2 separate regions of the Rattus norvegicus genome follow, and region 1 is linked to region 2. The links are chromatin contacts, called in public Hi-C maps. All regions are on one chromosome and are shown on one strand. The core of a region is the stretch at or near the end of the contact, and the rest is flanking DNA. Distances in the headings are between cores, read along the strand shown. Region 1 holds the start of Cby1 (chibby 1, beta catenin antagonist). Region 2 holds the start of Pick1 (protein interacting with PRKCA 1).

Region 1 (5,515 bases), core at 2,838-5,337, 420 kb before region 2:
AGCTGCTGTGAAATCGATGAATAGGGAAGATGGCTCTGGGCAGGCAGAGCAACATAAAGGAGGCTCTTGTAAGGTTGGGTGGTTGAAGCAAAAGGCGCACAGAGGATAAGGCCATAAGGTACTTTATGTGTCTTTCTCAACCTGAGCCACTGTCCTGTACAACAGGATGCTATTAAGGCCCCCGGAAGATAGAGTAATGGCTCAGAGGTTAAGAGCACTGGCAGCTTCCAGAGGTCCTGAGTTCATATCCAGCAACCACATGGTGGCTCAAAACCATCTGTAATGGAATCTGGTGCCCTCTTCTGGCCTGCAGACATACAGGTAGGCAAACCACTGTATATATATATTTAATAAATAAATAAATAAATAAATAAATCTTAAAAGGACTCTGTACACCATGTTTTGTGTTTCCCTATCCCAGCACTTGCCTGTGATATCCTGCAAAACTGCAGGGAGGGTGAGCTTTGAGTCACGCTCAGACAGTAGTTTTATTAGCAAGTCTTTAGGACAAGTGTCCCATTGAGAGCACCAGGTGCATCTGTGTCACCAGTGTCAGGAAGGAGGTTGGCAGCCCAGTGCATGGAAAACTAGGATCCCAGACTGTTTAGCCCTGGCCTTAGTAGGGCTGCCACCATGATGTTAACTGGGGACTAGGGGCAATGGACTCAGAGTCTTCGGAGCTGGGCAATCCTTGCTTCCTAACTCAGACAGACTTGTAAAGAACTGGCTAGTCTGTGCAAATGTCACGTGGGAAAGGGACAAGGGAACTAGGGTCTGTCATCTCTTGGTATGAAAGATCCAGCAATAGCACCCAGATTTAAGGGCAGGAATGTGGTGGGGTTGAGATCCCAGTTTGTGGTCACAGATGCTGATAGGGTTGTGTGTGTGGACCTGTGTGGATCTGCACCGGGGATGGCAGGGGCGTCTCAGAGCTAGGGATGGCTTTATTATGTATTTTCTAAGTGTGGGCCATGTGTTCAGGTGGGCTCCATGTTGCATTTGGAAAGTTAACTTTGTTCCAGTGCTATCATAGCCCCAAATGGTTTTGGAACCCTTCCTTTGGAACTGTTATCCTTTCAAATGTCACTAACAATGGCAAGTCAATATTTTCTGTGACTCTCCAAAATAAACTTGATTTGGGCCGTGGGCAGATTGTGGGGTGCACACCATTAATCCCAACACTTCCGGGGCAGAAGCAGGCAGATCTCTGTGCGTTTGAAGCCATCTTGTTCTACATAGAGAGCTCCAGGACAGCCAGGACTACACAGCGACTCTGTTCTCAAAGCAACAGCAGATTTATTTTTATTTTATGTGTATGAGTGCTTTGCCATCCCGTATGTCTGTGAACTTTGTAAATGCAATACCAGAAGAGGCCAGAAGAGGGTGGTGGATCCCCTGGAACAATAGCTACAGAGGGTTGTGAGCCATCATTGGGAACTGGGAACCCAGCCCAGATTCTCTGCAAGAGCAAACAAGGACCCTTAATGGCTAAGCCATCTCTCAAGGCCCTGAACTGATTATTTTATTTTATTTTATTTATTTTTGGAGACAGAGTCTCTCTTTGTACCCTGGATGCCTCGGAACTTGAGTAGACCAGGCTAGCCTCTTGATCGCTGAGAGTAAAGGTGTGCCACGATACGCAGCTTGAATTTGATCTTTAAACATGACTGGAGTTAATTATTTGAACAAGTTCTGGAACTAAAATGTAAGTCAGATTGGACAATATCACATGGGACCATTTCACAATGAGGCTGGCTGTCATAGCTCTTGAATAAACACCGACAGTAGTTCCCATGCAGGAATTCAAACTTGACTAATAATATAAACTCCGAGGATGCCCTCCCGCAGTGTTGCCTCTCTACCGAGAGACCACTCATGCCACCCCAAGTCTCCACTCACAGAGTGCAGGTTAGAGAGAGAGGCCGACTTCCGAGGAGGAGTCTTCTTCGGGCTGAATATGCTCCCAAAGAGAGGCATCCCTGACTCAATGAGGAGACACTGGCACTTCTTTCTCCTAAAGTCAGAAAAAAAAAAAGGGACCTCACTTCATTGTTCTCTTACCATGAGAACATCTTACCCCTTGAGGATTACCAATCCTGGCAATACCTTCTGGGAACAGTCATCCCTTTAGACAGAACAGTAAAAGAAGACTTGAAGTCGGGGCTGGGGATTTGGCTCAGTGGTAGAACGCTTGCCTAGCAAGCACAAGGCCCTGGGTTTGGTCCCCAGCTCCGGAAAAAAAAAAAAAAGAAGACTTGAAGTCCTAACAGGTAGGAGCACCCATGTGCTGGGTGCTTCCTGTGTACCAGGAAGTGTGTGCTAAGGTCTTTGCATAATCTCATTTAACTCAACTACTCCTCGACGCGCCCCTCCTATTCACCCCATTTGATTGGTGACATTTGGACAGCCAAGGTCTTCAGTGGGAACAGGCATTGGAACCAAAGTTCGAGTGGCTTCACAGTGATGCTAACCTCAGGCAACTCTGTCACCCGTTGGCATCGTGTGGCGCACGGGAGGATATTTCTACTATTCCTGTCAGACAGTAAGAGCAGCACCAGGAACGCTAACTTCTGCATAGACGTCATTCTAAAGCCATGAAGCGATACTCGGATTTCACTCCCGGATCGAGAGTGGTACTTATAACTCAGTCCGTGTGTCAAGTCACCTGACTTGGTGAGGTCTTAAGGAGAGAGCCAGCCCAGGATGGCGCTGACAATGACACTCAGCACACTAGTTTTAATCACAGCACAAAACCCCCCTCATAAAATCCGTAACATCACGTAGGCTCGGGAAAGAGGCCAGCTTTTAAGTAAAACAAGTAAAGAGAAGTCATAAAACCACAAGGCTTCATGGCAGGTTTTGTTTTTTCAACGTGTGTGCTTCTGTGCTGTATGCGTGCATATGTGCGGGGGTATGCGTGTGCTTTATGAATACGTATGTGTGTAAGATGCAGGGTCTGGACGGGGACATCGGGTGTCCTCTTGGATTCCCTTTGGACGGGGTATCTCACTGAACCTGGAGCTACACTGGTGACCAGCAAGTACCAGCAGACCTGTCTCTGCCGCCAGCAGTCCTAGAATTGCACGTGTCAGAGTCCTTAGCAAGCTTTTGACCGAGACGTTGGGGGACTTGAATCCAGGTCCTCATGCTTGAGCAGTAAGTACCCACATTCACTGAGCCTTTCCCCCAGGCCCCCTCACAGACTCTTTAAACACACACACACCCTTCAAGGCACAGGACATATTAGTGCCCAGAAAGATGCTCCCATATCAGCAGCTGCAAGACCTCTGGATGGCTGGATAGGCGATTCTGCTGAGATCCTAGGATTCTTTAGTGAAGCTCTCTCATAGAGGACCCAGGGCCAAGAAAGTTAAGGGCTTGTACCTGGTTTCCAACCAACACTGTTGCTCACCCTCCGAGCGTCGTGCCTTGTGTCTGCGGATTCCTGGAACTAGAATTACTGGCGTTTGTGAGTTGGGGATCGAATTCGGATTCTCTGCAACAACAACCGGTTCTCTGTGTCTCAGAGCCATCCCTCCATCCCTTGAGTCCCTTATAATCACAAAGAACAGCACCAAGCTCGCAGGTTAAGAGTGCTTTCATGTTTACAAATTACTGGGACATCAGATGCTCAGCACGACCCTGGGAAGTAGATCGACTTGTCTCCCTTTTCAGGAAACTGCACTTATTGTGCGAAGCTTTAGTTTGCATCGGGCTATAAAACACATTATCTTCCTTCTGACAAAAAAAATTAAAGGAAGCATCTTTGGTTTTCACTGGATTCTCAAAGGGAACGTGTCTCGAAAAAGTTAAGAGCCAGCCAGTCTCGCGTCTGCAGGCTCACGGGCCACAGCACCTAAGAGTTCAGTACCGGTTAGAAGACCTTCAAAGGATGGGTCAAAACACCATCTCCGAGTCACCGTCGCAAGATGCACCAGGGGAGCACGCCACCACCGGGCCTGCCCGCTATCCTCTCCAGGGGTACCCAGGCATCCCACCCACCACGACTGATACGGGTATCCGCACGCTGCTCCCAGATGTACCTGTGTGCAAAGCCAGAGTCCAGAGCTAGCCCTCAGGGTTCTGCAAGGATCCGCCCAGGCCGCGTCAACTGCCGCGACCGCGATTGGCTGGCACCCGGCTCCCCATCGTGCGCACGCGCGGCTTCTCTGGTTTCTACCACTGAGGACAGAGGGAAAACCACCTCCGAGACGAGCCTCCGAGAAGCAGCGAGGTCCCCTGAGTCTCCCTCGGGTTCATGAATAGAGGAAAGCCTCGAGCACGTCTTCTGGAGATACACACAAAGCCTTGTGGCATAGGCCGGGAGAGGCGTGCCCCCTAAACGTGTTGGTCTGGTCCCCGGGTCGCCGCTGTCGCCATAGTAACCGTGTACACTGGCAACAAGGCAGGCTGAGAGCTGCTTTGTTGTGTTAAAGGAGTACGTGGTAACCCTGGCTGGACTCATAGTAGCAAAATGGCCCGACCTGCGACTCCCCCGCCCCGGCCACAAAGCAAACCGCGCCCCTTCCCGGCGGTTTGGGGTCGCGGATGCCGGCGGCCATCCGGAGCTTGGTCGGGTCGCCCGAGGGGCGGGTGGCGGAACTCGCCCTGAGGCTTTGGGATTCTGCCGAAGCTTTCAGGTAAGACAAGCACGACGACTCCCTGCCAATAGCAAACTGGCTCCTGCCAGGCCTGCCTCCTCCACACTCCCACAAGCAAGGGAAACTGAGGTTCAGGGAAGGTCGCCTAGTGAACAAGGGGCAGAGAAACTGGAGAGTCAGTTCTAAGGGCCGGTATTGTAGCTCAGTTCGGTAAATGAAGAAATGGGCCATTCAGAAGGCGTTTCCTATCTGCCTAGTGGGTGCACGAGGTCATCCCAGCCATAAATGACAGGGATGAGCGTTCTATGCCTCCAAACAGTTTTCCTCCACCTTCGTCACACAGCATTCGAAGAGAGAATTCCACATCAAAACCCACCATATCTGGTGTAGCAATCACTACAGAAACACAAAGCAGAGCACGTTTGTAAATTGCGATCATTCTAGCAGTTTTTGGATGTTGAATGCAGAGCCTTGTGCACGCTGATTCCGGTGATATCCTTGAAGCACCTTTCATATTTTGAGATAAGGTCTCACTGGATACTCCTATCTCATCCTCCTGCCTCAGCCTCTCAGTGCTGGAATTACAGACACACACCCAGCCTGGCTTCAGACCCCTACTCTTTTGTTTTGCTTCATTTGTTTGAGATTTGAGACTGGGGCTCACCATGTAGTTCTGGCTGGTCTCCAACTTAAAAAGACCCTCCTGCCTCTGTCTCCAGAGAGCTCAGATTAAAGGCTAGGGCTACCATACCCAGCCCTGTGCTTTTAAAGGTCAATTCAAAACAGATAAAATTAACTTGAGTATTATTGCATTTAACTGGGTTTGTCCAAAACATGATTAAACAAATATCTTAAATTTTACCACATGTTTGTTTTTAATTTTAAAAGAAATTTTACCTTCTTCAGTCACGCTA
Region 2 (5,356 bases), core at 2,253-4,752:
CATGGATATTTACATGCAAGTGCAAATCTGAGCAGGGTGAGATGGAGGCAGGGGCTGCTGACGGACACAGACCTTGTGCACTTGACTTGCTATGCGCAAACAGAAGAGACACCATCATGCTAGGGTGCAGTTCAATAGCCACGCTCCTCGGCAGTGAACACATGACGTGGAGTCGAATGGCACAGAGGCTGAGCAGGTAAGTGACCTCAGGGGACCCAGGGAAGTCTCTCTATGTCTCCTGGGGCAGAGGAGACCTAATCACCCTCAAAGGTAGAGGTCAGGGCAGATGATCTACCCAGAGACGAAGTGCCTTGTCTGCTCCTGAGGCCTGCTCGGCTGGGTGTTCCAAGAGGGGATAGTCTGGATCCTTCAAGGCTACAGAAATGCCCCTGACTGGCCAGGCACCTGGTGAAGTAGGCCTCATGACAAAGCTGCCCGACTTGTGGCAGAGCTGCCAAACTCGTGCACTGCAGTGGACAGATGACCAGGGCAGCTCCCTCAGCAGAAACCATCAAGTTGCTCCCCTCTCCCAAGAACGGCAGCTGGGAAAGGCACAGCTGCCAGGGAACCATCACAGCTGCCACCTGGGAAGCACCTGGCCCCACTGCCATTCCGCTCCGTTTTCCCAAGAATGCAAAGATATTTGTGCTTACATATTTCATTTCATTAGTTTACTTGGTTTTGTTTCTTTTGAAATGGGGTCTCCTGTAGCTCCATAGAGGTTTTCAATATTTAATTTTATAATTTCATGTCTATGTATGTAATGTATATGAGTAAACATTTGTGCACTGTATGCATGCAGGGGCAGGAGGCCAAAGAGGGCATCAGATCCCATGGAACTTGACTTACAGGTGGTTGTGAACTGTCTGATGTGGATGCTGGGAATCAAACCTGGGTTACCTATTTTTAAATCCTCACTTACCACATAAGCAAACTGAGGCCCAGAGTGATTAAGAAACTCACTGGTACTCAGGGCCATTCACATACAAACCTTGGGCTACTACTCTGCTTGTCTGTTTGCTGAGACAGGGTCTCTAGCAGCCCACATTGGTATCAAACTCACTGTGTAGCCCAGCAGGTCTCTGAATTGCTGACCTTCCCCGCTGCCACCTCCCAAGTGTAGAGACTGCAGGTGTGATGCTACCACACCCAACAGAGACATTGTTATCTCACAGCCTTCCCCCTTCAGCAAACAAAACTCATTTGAGACATTTTTACTGAGTATGTTACACACCAGGCAGTAACCAGCACTAACTTCAGTGTGAGGCCGACAAGCGTCTGCCAGGTAGCAAGATCAGAACAAGCTGGGAGGGAAGAACAGGTAGAAAAGGAAGTGGGGACCATCCCCACTCAAGAGCACCGGGCAGTGTTGCTAAGACCAGACCTCAGGCAGGGCAGGTAAGATGGCTTGGCGGGGTAAAGTGTCGACCGTGCAAGCCCGATGGCCTGATTTCAAATGGGGGGTCTCACAGGAGGAAACTGACTTTTGAGGGCTGTCCTCTGACCAGTGTGTGACTGATAAGAGTGAGCCCACACTCACATATACACACTCATATACACACATCAAGCACACGCATGCAAATGCAATCGTAAAATTTTAAAGAAACAAGATCGACCTTTATCTGTTGGCAAATGCAGGTATGTGTCTGTGTGCATTTATGTATGCAAATGTACGTATATACTATGTATGTATGCACATGCATACTATGTATGCATGTATGTATGCATATGTGTGTGCAGGACAGCCACTCTTTGCTTTCATTCCTCAGGTACTAACCACCTTTTTGTTGGGCGGCAGGGGTGTGCGCAGGAAATCTGTCACCTCAAACTCACCTATTAAGTTAGGTGGCCTAGGGCCACCTGTGGCCACCTCCCCAGTACTATGGTTACAAGAAAGAACACCCAGCTCATCAGTGTTTTACGCAGGTGCCTGGACGTGAACCCCGCTACTCAAGTTTACATGGCAAGCACTTTACTGACTCAGCCCTCTCCCAGCCTCTGGAGCTAGTGTTTTTTCGGAGTGGAGAAATGAACCTCTTTCTGACATGCTCACGAAGGGAGGTGCGACACTCCACCCAGGACCTTACCCTGACCTCCAACGTATGTTTCATACCTGGACAATGTAGAGACAAGGACAGTACTGGGCCCCTCCTCCGATGCTGATGCCAATCAGGTTCTGAGCATCCTTCTGCAGGGTGACCTTCCCGGGCACAGTGGGGATTCCTCTGGGAAGAGAAGCAAGTGACAGTGAATTCTGGTCAAACGCTGACTGGAAGGAGCAGGGTCCCATGTCCAGAAAAGCTCCAACAACCTATATAAAGTAGCCTCTTCCTTTCTCATCCAGAAAGAGCAATTTGTACCAGAACTGCTCAAGAGTCAGTGGTGGGGTCAAAGCCAGGGTTGCCAAAAATCTGCAGTGAGACTAAACTCCAAGGAAACTTTTTGTAACCTTTCTCAGGTACTTGCAGGACATGACAACCCCCTTCCTTTAGAAGGTTACTCAACTATCTTCCAGCCATCTTCCTGCTCAGACACCCCAGCACTCACAATACAACTTAGGCTGTCTTGTGGTGAACAGGTTCAGATGTCAGCTTGGTTACTGAAGACCAATTTCCTAACAACCAACGGCTACCCACCTCTTATTAAGGACTAACGACACACAAGGCCAGGAGATGGCTCATTCTTTCTAAGGGTCAGACAAATATGATTTCTGATTACTAATCACCTGTGCTGGGAGGAAGGTCTGATGGTGGCATTCCATGCAGCTTTTGCAACCTGGCTCTGTTACCTGCTTTGGAACACCTTCCCAGACCACCCTAGCATTACCTGGATAATGCCTTCAGGGTTCACATGGCCCAAGTCGTGTTATCTGTTAACCTGTCACAACCCCCTACAAGTGATCTACTACTGGGATGTCTGGGACCATTTCTACTCCCGTACACTAAAAAGAAAGAATGTGTGGAGCCAGGGCACCCAAGGACACGAGGGAACTGGGTCCTCAGTTCTCAGGTCTTGGGAAAGAATATACTCACAATTTATCCTCCTCGATGTCATAGTCTAAGTCTGCAAACATGGTTCCGAGAGCTGGGGCCGACTGGCTAACTGCCCAGTTCGGGAGGGGAATAGGAAACTGGGTCTGACGGAGAAAAGAGCACAGGGCTTCAGGGAACTGAAATGCCCAGATGCCAGCCCCAAGCTCCCACCCCTCCCCCACCCGGACAGCCGGCCTCTGGTCCCCTCCCCTCTAGACTGGGAGAGGGAGCCTCAGGCTGGAAGGGCGCGGCGTGGGGGTGTGGGGGTAGGTGATTCTTACTTGGTACAGGGGAGGACCCCAGGCCAGGGCGATGGGCTCGGATTCTGGAGCCCGCCCCACGGTCTCCAGACCCTTGGGAGCCGCTTCAGTCGCTCACCGAGAGAGTCCGTCCCACAGCCAGGCCCGGGCCAGGCTGGCACCTGAACCCACCTGCCGTTCCACCTGGCGGCGACCGCGACTGTCGCGTCACTTCCGGTTGGACGCGGAAGTCCCGCCTCTCCCCTTGGGTATTTGCCCCAATCCCTGCGGGCACCCCTTCTGTCTCTGCTCCGGGACTCTCTGAACCAGGAAAAAGAACAAGTGTTGATGGAAGCTCGCCGTTAGTATGAAAAAAAGGAAAAGGAGGAAAAGGTTTAGACATGCTGGCGGCTCCGGACCCCGCCCTTGTCGTTGCCGCCATCTTGGAGAGGACAGAGCTCTTCCCAGCTTCCTTAGCGACACTCTGGGGACCACTTAGCCGGGCGGTTGCCGGGGCAACGGAAGCATCCTGGGGCTAGTGAAAGTTCAGTGAATTGCAAACCTCAAGACCTTGGTTTTCATATTTTCAATACCGCTTCCTAAGAAAAACCTGTGTCTCCTCCACTACAAAGCTTTAGTTAGTGCTGTAAGGTTCCCGCTAAATCCCAGTCTCACAAAGAAAGAAATTAAGTATCTGAGAAAGGGAGTAACTTTTTTCAGACATAATAACAGTTGGTGTAAGATCCAGATCTTGGCCCTGAGACCCCTTCCGCCAGTCTGGGATCTTTGAACATCTGCGCTAAATTCGGAGCTGTGAATTTTGCCTCTTTCAGATTTGACGTCTTTCCCCCACAAACATTACCATCCAGTAAAAGTTTTTTTGGCAAAGAATCTCTCACACCAAACCTCCTTCCTTAGTCCCAAGGGCCCTGGAGTTCTATTGAAGATACGGCCCCATGTTCCTGAGGCTCAACAAACACCATCAGTGCTTCCCAGCTCGGGAGCTCCAATCTTATCTTCTTACCAACTTCCGGTGCCAATGATTATGTCCAATGGGTTCACTGCAAGAGAATGACCCTCCAGGGACCACGGTGCTAGCAACCACCTCATCTAGGCAGAGTGGGACCGGTGTCCTTCCTCAGCTGGGGGCGGAGTGTGGAGGAGGCACGGAGGCCCCTGGTGCTCATAGATAATCACTAGGGGAACCAGGAATGCTAATCACAGGATTGTCACTTAATGATAAGATATATAACCCGTTTTCTGCCTAGAAGGCTGGGAACAGATGTGGTTAATAGCTGGGTAATAGCTCTGTCTGCATGGTCAAGACCACACTGTATACTTCCCCAACCCTTATCTTGACCTACTTTTCCCAGTAAATCTGTAGACCAAATCTTTATGGAAGATACCACTTGTACTTTACAAAGAGTTTCAATGTAGTCGTGTCTTGAGCTTTGATGTGCACACTATCAAGTTAATTATCACCAGGAAACTTTTTTTATTCATTTATTATATATAAGTACACTGTAGCTGTCTTCAGATACACCAGAAGAGGGCATCGGATCTCTTTACAGATGGTTGTGAGCCACCATGTGGTTGCTGGGAATTGAACTCAGGACCTCTGGAAGAGTAGTTGGGTGCTCTTAACCGCTGAGCCACCTCTCCAGCCCACCAGGAAACTTTTCATTAAATTGTGCTGTGCTTAAATATGCCCCAAATAAACTACACAGGGCTAGGGACTCAAAAGTTTGAACCAATACTGGCTACTGAGTTACTTTGGACCAAACTGCTACCTTGCCTCTCCTGATTGACACCTTGCTTCCTTGGTGTTCACAGAGCCCTCCACAGGGGTGTCACATATCCTAAAGAAGCCCTCCCAAGGCCTGCAGGGAGCTGAGCTAAGTCTCAGCATGACAACCACATCTCCTGTGCTCACTGCTCTGCAACTCAGACCACTGTCAGAGATGCTCATTTTCACCTGGGTGTGAGGCAGAGGTCCTGCCAGCTACTCTGTGTAGGTGGGGAGAGGGCTCTGAGAAGCACCGCCCCAGTGTCAGAGCCACGAGTTGCTTTCCCCAAGCTCTTTTT

What was found. Hi-C and Micro-C count contacts between places; a contact is called where the count stands out from the background.
Region 1: a Hi-C map of liver shows a contact between it and region 2, with 2.7 times the contacts expected there. The contact joins the promoter of Cby1 here to the promoter of Pick1 in region 2. A contact is called at or near these places in 9 of 12 Hi-C or Micro-C datasets (the A7r5 cell line, the Rat2 cell line, frontal cortex and 5 more) and 1 of 1 datasets of contacts at active chromatin or transcription factors (oligodendrocytes).

What each region holds. Positions count from the first base shown.
Region 1 is chr7:113,095,884-113,101,398 of GRCr8, reverse strand. Cby1 (chibby 1, beta catenin antagonist) reads right to left here and starts at 4,087. Exons shown (of 5, transcript NM_145676.2): 1 at 4,044-4,087; 2 at 1,900-2,014. The coding sequence starts at 1,977. It overlaps Fam227a (family with sequence similarity 227, member A), which reads left to right and starts at 4,531. Exons shown (of 18, transcript NM_001130581.3): 1 at 4,531-4,640. It overlaps LOC134479938 (a long non-coding RNA gene), which reads left to right. Exons shown (of 2, transcript XR_010053885.1): 2 at 1-383.
Region 2 is chr7:112,675,691-112,681,046 of GRCr8, reverse strand. It overlaps Pick1 (protein interacting with PRKCA 1), which reads right to left and starts at 3,502. Exons shown (of 13, transcript NM_053460.2): 1 at 3,314-3,502; 2 at 3,033-3,136; 3 at 2,114-2,225. The coding sequence starts at 3,073. It overlaps LOC134479937 (a long non-coding RNA gene), which reads left to right and starts at 1,108. Exons shown (of 2, transcript XR_010053884.1): 1 at 1,108-1,398; 2 at 1,927-4,162.